Regions from separate parts of the Mus musculus genome. Here region 2 is linked to region 1. A link is a contact called in public Micro-C data. All regions are on one chromosome and are shown on one strand. The core of a region is the stretch at or near the end of the contact, and the rest is flanking DNA. Distances in the headings are between cores, read along the strand shown. Region 1 overlaps Gm36743 (a long non-coding RNA gene). Region 2 overlaps Gm36743 (a long non-coding RNA gene).

Region 1 (4,637 bases), core at 562-3,061:
CTGAGAGGCAGGTGCCCAGTGAGACTGTTAACATCTTTAAAGAAGAAAAAAATAATATGTCTAGAGGTTTCATCTTATTGATTTCTACTCATGTTTCACTGGAGAGAATGGTGTCATTGGCCACCAGGGGTACAAGTGGGCCTTTGTAATACAGCCATACTGCTGTACCGAACAAAATTTGAAAGCAGTAGGAAATGAAGCTTGGAAGCAAGCACACCTCCATCTGTTCAATGGAAAGTCCTACATGGCCAGTCACTGGGGCATTGCCAATCACTAGCACTGACAAGCTAGCCATGGAGTAAGCCTAGTCCAGGCCAGTGCTCAGACAGCTGCAGCCTAATTCTGGTAGCTGTAACCAGCTAACTCTTCCTGGGTATCTGTCATTGTTTGTTCAAACTTCTGTAACAATGCCCTAGACTCAGGCCCGGGATGTGGCTCTGTGATAGAGTACTTGCCTGCAGTCTCAAGGCCTGGTGTTTGACTCCAGTGCAGGAGAAAATGGAGAAACACAGAATGTCTGAGGCAGTTCTTAACTACACACTCTTCCTCAAAACACCTCAAAAGGAGATGAAGGGTGGCCAGAAGGAAGGGAGGGAGGGAGGGAGGGAGGGAGGGAGGGAGGGAGGGAAACAGGATGGAGAGAAAGAGAAGGACTGAAAGTCTTATTTACGTAGTCTGACTTATACACAATGGAAAATTATTTCTCAGAGCTGTAGCATATAGAAAGTTTAAGATCATGGTGGCATGATGATCTAGTGAAGGTCTGCTTCCTGGCTCATACATGGCTATCCCATTGCTGCCCCCTCACATGGCAGAAGAGTGAGAGAGCTCTTCAAAGTCTCTTTTCTAGGGACACTACCCTGGATCATGAAGCTCCATGCTCTTGGCCTATTTGTTCTCCAAGTCTTCACCTCCTCACACCATTGTGCTGAAGGGCTGTAGGCAATAAGAACTTGATGTCCAACAGGCAGGGAAAGTGTGAGCCACAGTGCCTCTGTCTTACTTCTATGCTACTGGACACATGGACAACAGAAGGAACAACATGCAGGGAGAAAAAAGACAAAGAAACTGAAGAATTTGTGAGTGCTGGACACACAGCCCTTGAGGTCTTTATAGGAACCTTTGATGATAAGGAACCATTGCAGCCCTCAGAAGAGATGACCATAATCTGGTACTACTTTAAAAGATCACATTAACAGTAGTAAGGACCATAAACTAGGCAGACTTGCTACACCATTTAAAAAGGGATTCTCCTTACACATTTATGCATGCAGTTTCGGGCAGTCACATAGCATATAGCTACTTCCAGTAAGATGTAAGAGCAATCCAGCCTGCTGTATTGTTATATCAAAAACACAAGTGGCAGGCCATGGGTGGAGCATACCTGCCTGGCTGGGAATAGAGTTTAGCCTGGACTTTACTCTGTTCTTAGAAAATGCTTTGCCCTCTGAGCCTCAAAACCATAGTAAGTCTCAAAGAACGAAGACACCCAACAAACACCTGCTGACCCTTACTCTCCCTGGAAAATTGCTCAATACACAAGACTGTGGTTGACAGAGTAGCTCCTTCACTGTCAAGGAATCTGAAGGACAGATGATGTGTGCCGTTTGCAGAACTAGGGTTTGAAATCTGGGCACTGCTGCTCCAATCAGAGATGATACCCAGCCAAGAAACGGCATCGTTGCTTGTTCTGGTGACCACAAAGAAAGTTAAGAAACTACAATGGAAAACGAAATGCAGAGACAAGATGAGAGGCAGAGATTACTTCACAAACAGTTGGGCATTCTTCATCTCCCTGCTGCCATTCTCCAGCTTATCTGTCTTCTCTGGCAACACGCCTCAAGGCCAGAGTGAGGCTGTGAACAGCCACTTGGCTCTTCCAGGCACAGGAAGCCCTTGGTTTTGTCACAAGTCATTAGAGCACAATTCTTATTCAGGAAAAAATGGAGGGTCTGTTGTGTGCTGGGTCTGCTTAGATCAAGAAGAATGAGGTTGAACCCTGGAGAAGTTTAAACTAGGGGATTCTTTAGTACCAGAAGGAAAGTCTTCCCAGGAGGCACACAATCTCCCCTGAGAGGACAGACAGTGACTACTCAATGTGTTTCACAGTGGCAATAGAGAGTTGGAAGCCCTCAAGGTTATAAGGAGGGCACCCTTGAGTTGGGTTTTAAAAGATGAGTGGAAGTTCACCAGAAGAAAAGGCTATAGAGCCAAAGGACACCAGCGTGATGCCAGGGATCCACAGGCTATTTGAAAAAATTAGAGAATGTGAGTTAAGGTTGGACAAGAGGGAAAGCTGGGTGGGTAAACTGAGGCTGCAATGTAGGGGGAGAGATGGGCTGGGCTTGGGTCGCAAGGCTCTGGGTACCATTAGAGATGTCTGCAAGCACTCGACTCAATATCAGACTTCACGAAAAGGTAGCTATCAGGGTGTCTCTTTGAACCGCAAGCCTCCTACAGTCTTGCGTTTTCTCAAACAGCCAACTCCACAAGAAACACAGACAATCCACTTCATTGGACACTGAGTCTCACCCTCGGAGAGAGCATTGGAGTCACGGATGAGACACAATATGAATAATTTGCGTGATCAGGAGACATTTAATCTGGGCCAAATCCATTTGGTCATGAGGGTGATTTATCAGAAAGCAAACACGCTGCCAAGATACGGGAGGGGGCGGCTCTCGGAGTTGATTTACGTGCCCAGCAGAACACTAACGTCACTGCAGATCTCCCTGGAGCCAACACAGGTCCTGGGCAGCTCACAGCTTTCCCTGCACCCGACTAGACTCTCTGGTAAAGGAACCTCATCTTTCAGACCACCCTACCGCATGCGCAGCACCAACCAACCAGAAAGAATTTGGGTCGGTGGAAGTTGTTGTAAGTTCCCTGAGCTGCACTGATGTGACTTAAATTCTGAATAGTGACCTCATCTAGAGGCCACCCGGGTGTTCTTGGAGACACTGGGCGCCACTGGGACTGAAGAAATTAATCACCTGCAGCTTCTAGGCCCAGGAAACTTCACGGCTCCCATGGTTCAAGGAACATCCTGCCTAAATATTATTCTGCACCAGGCGTTTACAGCCTTCTCTGTTGTCTCTGGATTCTGGCTCTGAGCCCCCACCACACTCTGGGGGAGGAAATCCCAGAGTGTCCCCACCATCTCACCCAGCTTCTCGGGTGACATCAGGCCCAGCCAAGGAACATCCCAATCTGTCTCGCTGCCTGTGAGACACATTAGATCTTCAGGGCAGGACCTGACATTGTTTTGTAACACAAACGCTTTCCACCCAGGGTGAGTGAGTCGGGAGGGGGGTGGGGGTTGACTGTGGAGTCGGAATAGTCCCTATCGTCTGTTATTGTAGCCTCCCGCTCTTCCTTCTGATGACTGTGTTCAACATAATCTATGACACTAGGTGATAAACCTGCAGCACTCAACTTATAAGCAAACAATTCCTGTCTTTTTTTAGGGACTTATCTCCTCCAGCAGTCAAAGGAAAACTGTATTTAGTGTCTCCCTGGCGTCTAATTCCTTTTTCCTCCTCCTCCTCCTCCTTCTCTTTTGACACAGAGAGACAGATTTTATGTTGGGTAAAGGACCAGAGTTCAGCTTCTTCCTAGATCATAATAAACGGCTTTATATGGAGGGACAGGCCGAGCATCCAGGGCTGGTTGGAGAAAGAAAAGTGCTGGCAAGGATGGCTGGAGGCAGGGTCTTCCTGCGGCCTGATGATGTGTCTGGAAGCCCAAGGCAGAAGTGAGAAAAGCCGAGATGGTGTTGGGAAATGGAGTAGCTGGGAGGAGAAAGACCAATGGCAGGCCTGTATAAGAACCCTCAGTGCTTTTCCCAGGGTCAGAACTGCAGCAGGGCCATAGGAAGGCTCTGCAGTGTTGTATTTACACAGCATCTTCAAAACATTTCACAACAGCCTCCTAATGATCCCCTAAGGCAGAGATCAGAACTGCTCTCGGTTTTTATGTGAGGAAACTGGGTCTGGAGAGCCAGTTTCCTCAGGCTCTGACATTAGCATTTGTTCATTTGAGACAAACTCACTTGCTCTCTACACAGTAAACCCACGCAGCCTTCCCCAACATTGTAAGGACTCAAGGGGAAACACAAACACTTGGCCCAAACTTTCCTCTCCAGTTATTTATTCTATTATTCCTGTATAGATGTGGCTAATTGCTACTGAGAAATCAATCTTAGTACTTAAGAAGGAAAACCAAACAATTATTTCGGAGTTCAAAGGTGAAACTTACATTTACTGACAAATGGGCTCAGCTCCCCTCCCAAACCTGTGTCTGTTGTGGCAAGAGCCACATCAGGGAGTTCACCCTGCATGGTGGCTGATTTCCACCTACTGGTACAGGACAGAGGTGTTACTAAAGAAAACCTACACCAGGGGATTGTGTGTGTGTGTGTGTGTGTGTGTGTGTGTGTGTGTGTGTGTGTGTGTGAGTGTGTGTATGTGCATGTGCATATGTGTGTGCATGTGTGTGTGTGTGTGTGTGTGTGTGTGTGTGTGTGTGTGCATGTGCATATGTGTGTGCATGTGTGTGTGTGTGTGTGTGTGTTTAGGTGTGGCTGTGCACAAGAGGACAACTCACAAGAGTCAGTTCTCTCCTTCCCTGTGGATCGT
Region 2 (4,637 bases), core at 1,524-4,023, 72 kb before region 1:
TTTTCCATGTTTATTAGGTATTTAGCTCATTTACATTTCCAATGCTATACCAAAAGTCCCCCATACCCACCCACCCCCACTCCCCTACCCACCCACTCCCCCTTTTTGGCCCTGGCGTTCCCCTGTACTGGGGCATATAAAGTTTGCAAGTCCAATGGGCCTCTCTTTCCAGTGATGACCGACTAGGCCATCTTTTGATACATATGCAGCTAGAGTCAAGAGCTCCAGGGTACTGGTTAGTTCATAATGTTGTTCCACCTATAGGGTTGCAGATCCCTTTAGCTCCTTGGCTACTTTCTCTAGCTCCTCCATTGGGAGCCCTGTGATCCATCCATTAGCTGACTGTGAGCATCCACTTCTGTGTTTGCTAGGCCCCGGCATAGTCTCACACGAGACAGGTACATCTGGGTCCTTTCAATAAAATCTTGCTAGTGTATGCAATGGTGTCAGCGTTTGGATGCTGATTATGGGGTGGATCCCTGGATATGGCAGTCTCTACATGGTCCATCCTTTCATCTCAGCTCCAAACTTTGTCTCTGTAACTCCTTCCATGGGTGTTTTGTTCCCAATTCTAAGGAGGGGCATAGTGTCCACACTTCAGTCTTCATTCTTCTTGAGTTTCATGTGTTTAGCAAATTGTATCTTATATCTTGGGTATCCTCGGTTTGGGGCTAATATCCACTTATCAGTGAGTACATATTGTGTGAGTTCCTTTGTGAATGTGTTACCTCACTCAGGATGATGCCCTCCAGGTCCATCCATTTGGCTAGGAATTTCATAAATTCATTCTTTTGAATAGCTGAGGCTTTCTTATATTTTCATTTGCCTGTAGGCTTCCTTGGTTTCTCATGAGCTTCACTTGGATGTTTACTAAATAAAGGGATCCAATGGGCGTGAGAGATGGAGGAGAAACGTCTCCAGCCCAATATTGACTTGTCAAAGAAAATTGGGTGCTCCCAAATTAGTCTAATCACAAAAGTGTCACGCTATTGCAGAGTGCTTGAAAAATCCTTGCAAGTGTTGAAGGCATGGCAACTCTCAAGTAATGGCAGTCCAGACTGATTACAGGGAGCAGAAGTACCCACCCCTGCTTCAGCAACCATGGCTAATCTAGGTAATAGTCAGCTCCAAGAGCTGCTGGGGACAATGCACAAGGTCCTGGACTCTTCTGCACACTGAACCTCCTTTAAAGACAGTGTTTTTAGAGGGATTATGAGTGGAGTATGTTCTGATACCTACAAGCATACCCTCCCTCTCCCTATAAATAAGCCCAGGTGTTTTGAGCTACCTCCTTGACATATCCTGATAAGACTTCCCAATGAGCAAAAGAATTGTTTGAAGTAAGTGCTCATCCCTGCCTGAGAAATCATCCAGCCATCATGGCTAACTCCACTTTACCTGATAAGCTTCCCCAAAGTTATTTCTAGACAAAAAGGCAGAAGGGTGGATTAGTTCTGTCAACAGGAAGTCCTGAAGTCCTGCCATTCAGTGAGGAGAGAAACATGTGCCCACCATGGGTGGCTGATAAGGGACATGAACACAGAACAAACCACAGCCCAGCCAGCTGACAAAGCTCAAATGCAACCTTTGAAGAAATCCAACAGACCCTGGTCCTCTGCTTCGTGATGCAGAAGACTGTGGGCTTTGATAGGTTACCAGCTTGTTACCATCAGCCTAAAACTTGCAATTCTGCACCTTCCCTGCCTTCTACAAAGACAGGAGAATCCAAAAGGCTGCTGTAAAAGCAGTTTCATCGCAAGGAACCAGAAGCATAAAAGCCCAGGAAAATGATCTGTCTCCTCTGATGCTCCACTCTTTGTCCCCTCCACGTTGTAAAAATATTTCTGTCTCATTCCTTTTAGGAAGCAGGACAGAATGGTTTGTTTGTTTGTTTATCTCGCTATCTATTTGTTTGTTTGTTTGTTTATTTAATTATATGAGTACACTGTAGATGTTTACAGACACACCAGAAGAGGGCACTGAATTCTATTACAGATGGTTGTGAGCCACAATGTGGTTGCTGGGAATTGAACTCAGGACCTCTGGAAGAGCAGTCAATGCTCTTAACCGCTGAGCCATCTCTCCAGCCCCAAGGCCAGAATTCTTAAGCAGAGGATGTCTTACTACATCTATCAAAAGTGACTATCCCCCAGCCCATTGAGAGTTCAGTTTGTACTGAGTACGAGTCCACTGTGCACTTGTTAGCTTGTGAACCTTTGTGACTCTCTGGCAGAGGAAGCACATTTTGGAGATGAGGAAGCTGAGATGCGGTGAGGTAGAACGTCTTATCTGAGGCATCATCCAGCAGCGGGTGGTAGCTCTGGGGAGCTCAACAGCCAGGTGGCTCTGATGTCGGGGTGGGATCTGTTTGTGCTCCCTTCCTCTTCCTTAAAGGTCACATTGAGAGACAACTCATAGATAGTAAAGGCTTTGGAGTCCCTTGCCTCAGCTATAATTGTGGAAAACCACAAGCTACATGTGTTCAATCACAAATACTAATACTAACTAATAATAATAATAATGATAATGATAATACTCATGACTCATTCAAGGAGTCTGTCTTCAGGATCTGTGTTTTCCACTTTGCTCATTCCTATCTTATCTTGGTTGATTGGACTACATTTTACTTTTCTCTGGCTTCTCCAGAGATCGCCTTGAAGCCTTCCCCAGCTAGATAAGCCTGCAAAGGTTCTTTCTTCTTTCCACTCACCACCATTTCCCAAGGTTGGTCTCTGCAGAGAGACGGGAAGCAGCCCCGACTAAGAATGATTAGTTTGTGTGTCTGTCGCCCTTGACTGAGGTCTAGTGACTCACAAAGACGTACACAGCTGGCACAAGGGCAGCCTCATGTCATTTGTCACCCCTGGACTTAATTTGCTTCAAAACAGAAAATTCTTTAACTTCTGTGAAACAGCCTACAGGGACTTCACAGTCTTCCAGACCATGTAAGGGTTTGCCCAACTGGGCCAAGCTCAGGGTCTGCAGTACTGTCTCTTACAGCACCCACATCCAAGCAGCAGGGCTCTATAAACCACAGAGGTCATTCAGACACAGCTTCTCTAGCAAACATCCCTCCCCTTGCAATATAAGGTTTACAGCCAGGATACAAAACATTACAGTCCTCACCGTTATCATCTTTGAACCCTTTGAGAACATTCTTTATGTGTCCATTATTTTTAACAGATATGGAACCACTGTTCTTATTCATGGCTTCCTCTTTATTTCACTGATAATGGATACCTCATTTCTGTATGTTCTCATTCAACAATAGTCAAATACTTATGGCCTTAGGAAACTATAGTGCTGCTGAGACAAAAGTGGTCCACCCTAGATGCTCATCACTTCTGCTTTCAAATCATTGACCCCCTTCCATCGCAGGAGACTAAGATCAGCGCTACCTTACATGGAGATTGGGGAAGATCGAGAAACATTTGCAGGAAGAGCTCTAATGAGTGTCACACACTTTAGTGCACAATGATTCAATGTGAAAAGCACTGAAAAAAATGAAAAGTCACTAACAAGCCAATGGAGTCCTAGGCTTAGTTACAAATGGCTAGGTACTGATGCACTGAAAAGAGTTTTCTGAGAAGCATGTCTGAATAGAGGTGGCTATCCTAAAAGCATCTTTCTTTCAAAGAAACTGGAAGTCCTGTAGGGCTGAATCATCACCTCTGAGGGGTCCCTCAACTAGAGCTTGGAAGGGCCATCTTTCTTAGGGAGTTGTTTTTTTACCAGTTAACAATGTAAAAACAACTTAGGCTGTGTGAGAGGCAGGAATCCACAGAAAAATATTACCAATGTGTCTGTTTTCCATGAAGATTATCCCAAAGGAGCCCAGAAAGGGATGTTGGTACACAGAGAGGCTGTGGCCTCACCAGCTGAACGAAGGTTTGGCCCTTCGGGTCCTGCAGGGGAAGCTGAAACTGAACAGGAATTTCTGAAGAGGAACCGATAACATTCTCACAATGGAGCTGATGAAACCTTCAAGAACTGCTGGCTTACAAAAGGAAGAAAATCCCTAAATCATCCTCAGGTAAGGATTACAGTCAGAGGATGTGGACTTTAGGCAGGAAGAAAACAAACTCAAGTCTAGACTTGCTGAATCTGGAGTGCCCACAGAGCACCCCTGGGAATGCATGGTCTGGTGTCCAATTCTTATAGGACCTGTGGCTTGAGGAGTGACATAAATTGGTGCTGGGTCCTACTTATAGGTCCCATAGAAAAAACCAAAGGGACAAATGAGAAACAGAACTTCTGAAGGAAAACTTTGCTAGCAACCACATTTTTTTTTTTTTTTAAGAAATGTGTATGTAAAAAGCAGAGGGTTGGAGATTTTGGAAGTATCTAATCCATCCAAGGGCCTTTGAGAAAACTGCTTCCAAAATTTCAACTACACACTGAAGTAAAAATTCTTGCCTGTGGAAATGTTGATAATTTAGAAATTTATATTTCAGTTAGGATTGATTTGCTATTTAACCTGGGGAAAGAATTTTTAAGCTGAATTTCTTTTGATAATTATAAGTAATCAATGCTATTTTTTCAAAGTGACTAATCAGGTTTTCGGGGTTCCAGCAAATTTGGGTGGCCATCCATAGGAATTTCCATTAAGCTGGGGGCTTTTTCTCTCCATTTTGAAT

The links. A called contact is a pair of places that touch in the nucleus more often than the background predicts.
Region 2: a Micro-C map of granulosa cells shows a contact between it and region 1, with 2.9 times the contacts expected there. The contact joins two enhancer-like sites. A contact is called at or near these places in 3 of 484 Hi-C or Micro-C datasets (brown adipocytes, extraembryonic endoderm stem cells and granulosa cells) and 1 of 115 datasets of contacts at active chromatin or transcription factors (extraembryonic endoderm stem cells).

The regions. Positions count from the first base shown.
Region 1 is chr9:23,040,410-23,045,046 of GRCm38.p6, reverse strand. All of the region lies in intron 5 of Gm36743 (a long non-coding RNA gene), which reads right to left. Among named protein-coding and RNA genes, the nearest start is that of Gm36743, 46 kb to the right of the region's middle. Within about 2 kb of position 1,811, at least 7 of the 459 cell types and tissues checked have an H3K27ac peak or open chromatin away from gene starts, as enhancers often do. A contact at or near this core is called in granulosa cells, where this site is marked.
Region 2 is chr9:23,113,382-23,118,018 of GRCm38.p6, reverse strand. All of the region lies in intron 7 of Gm36743 (a long non-coding RNA gene), which reads right to left. Among named protein-coding and RNA genes, the nearest start is that of Bmper, 110 kb to the left of the region's middle. Within about 2 kb of position 2,773, at least 14 of the 459 cell types and tissues checked have an H3K27ac peak or open chromatin away from gene starts, as enhancers often do. A contact at or near this core is called in granulosa cells, where this site is marked.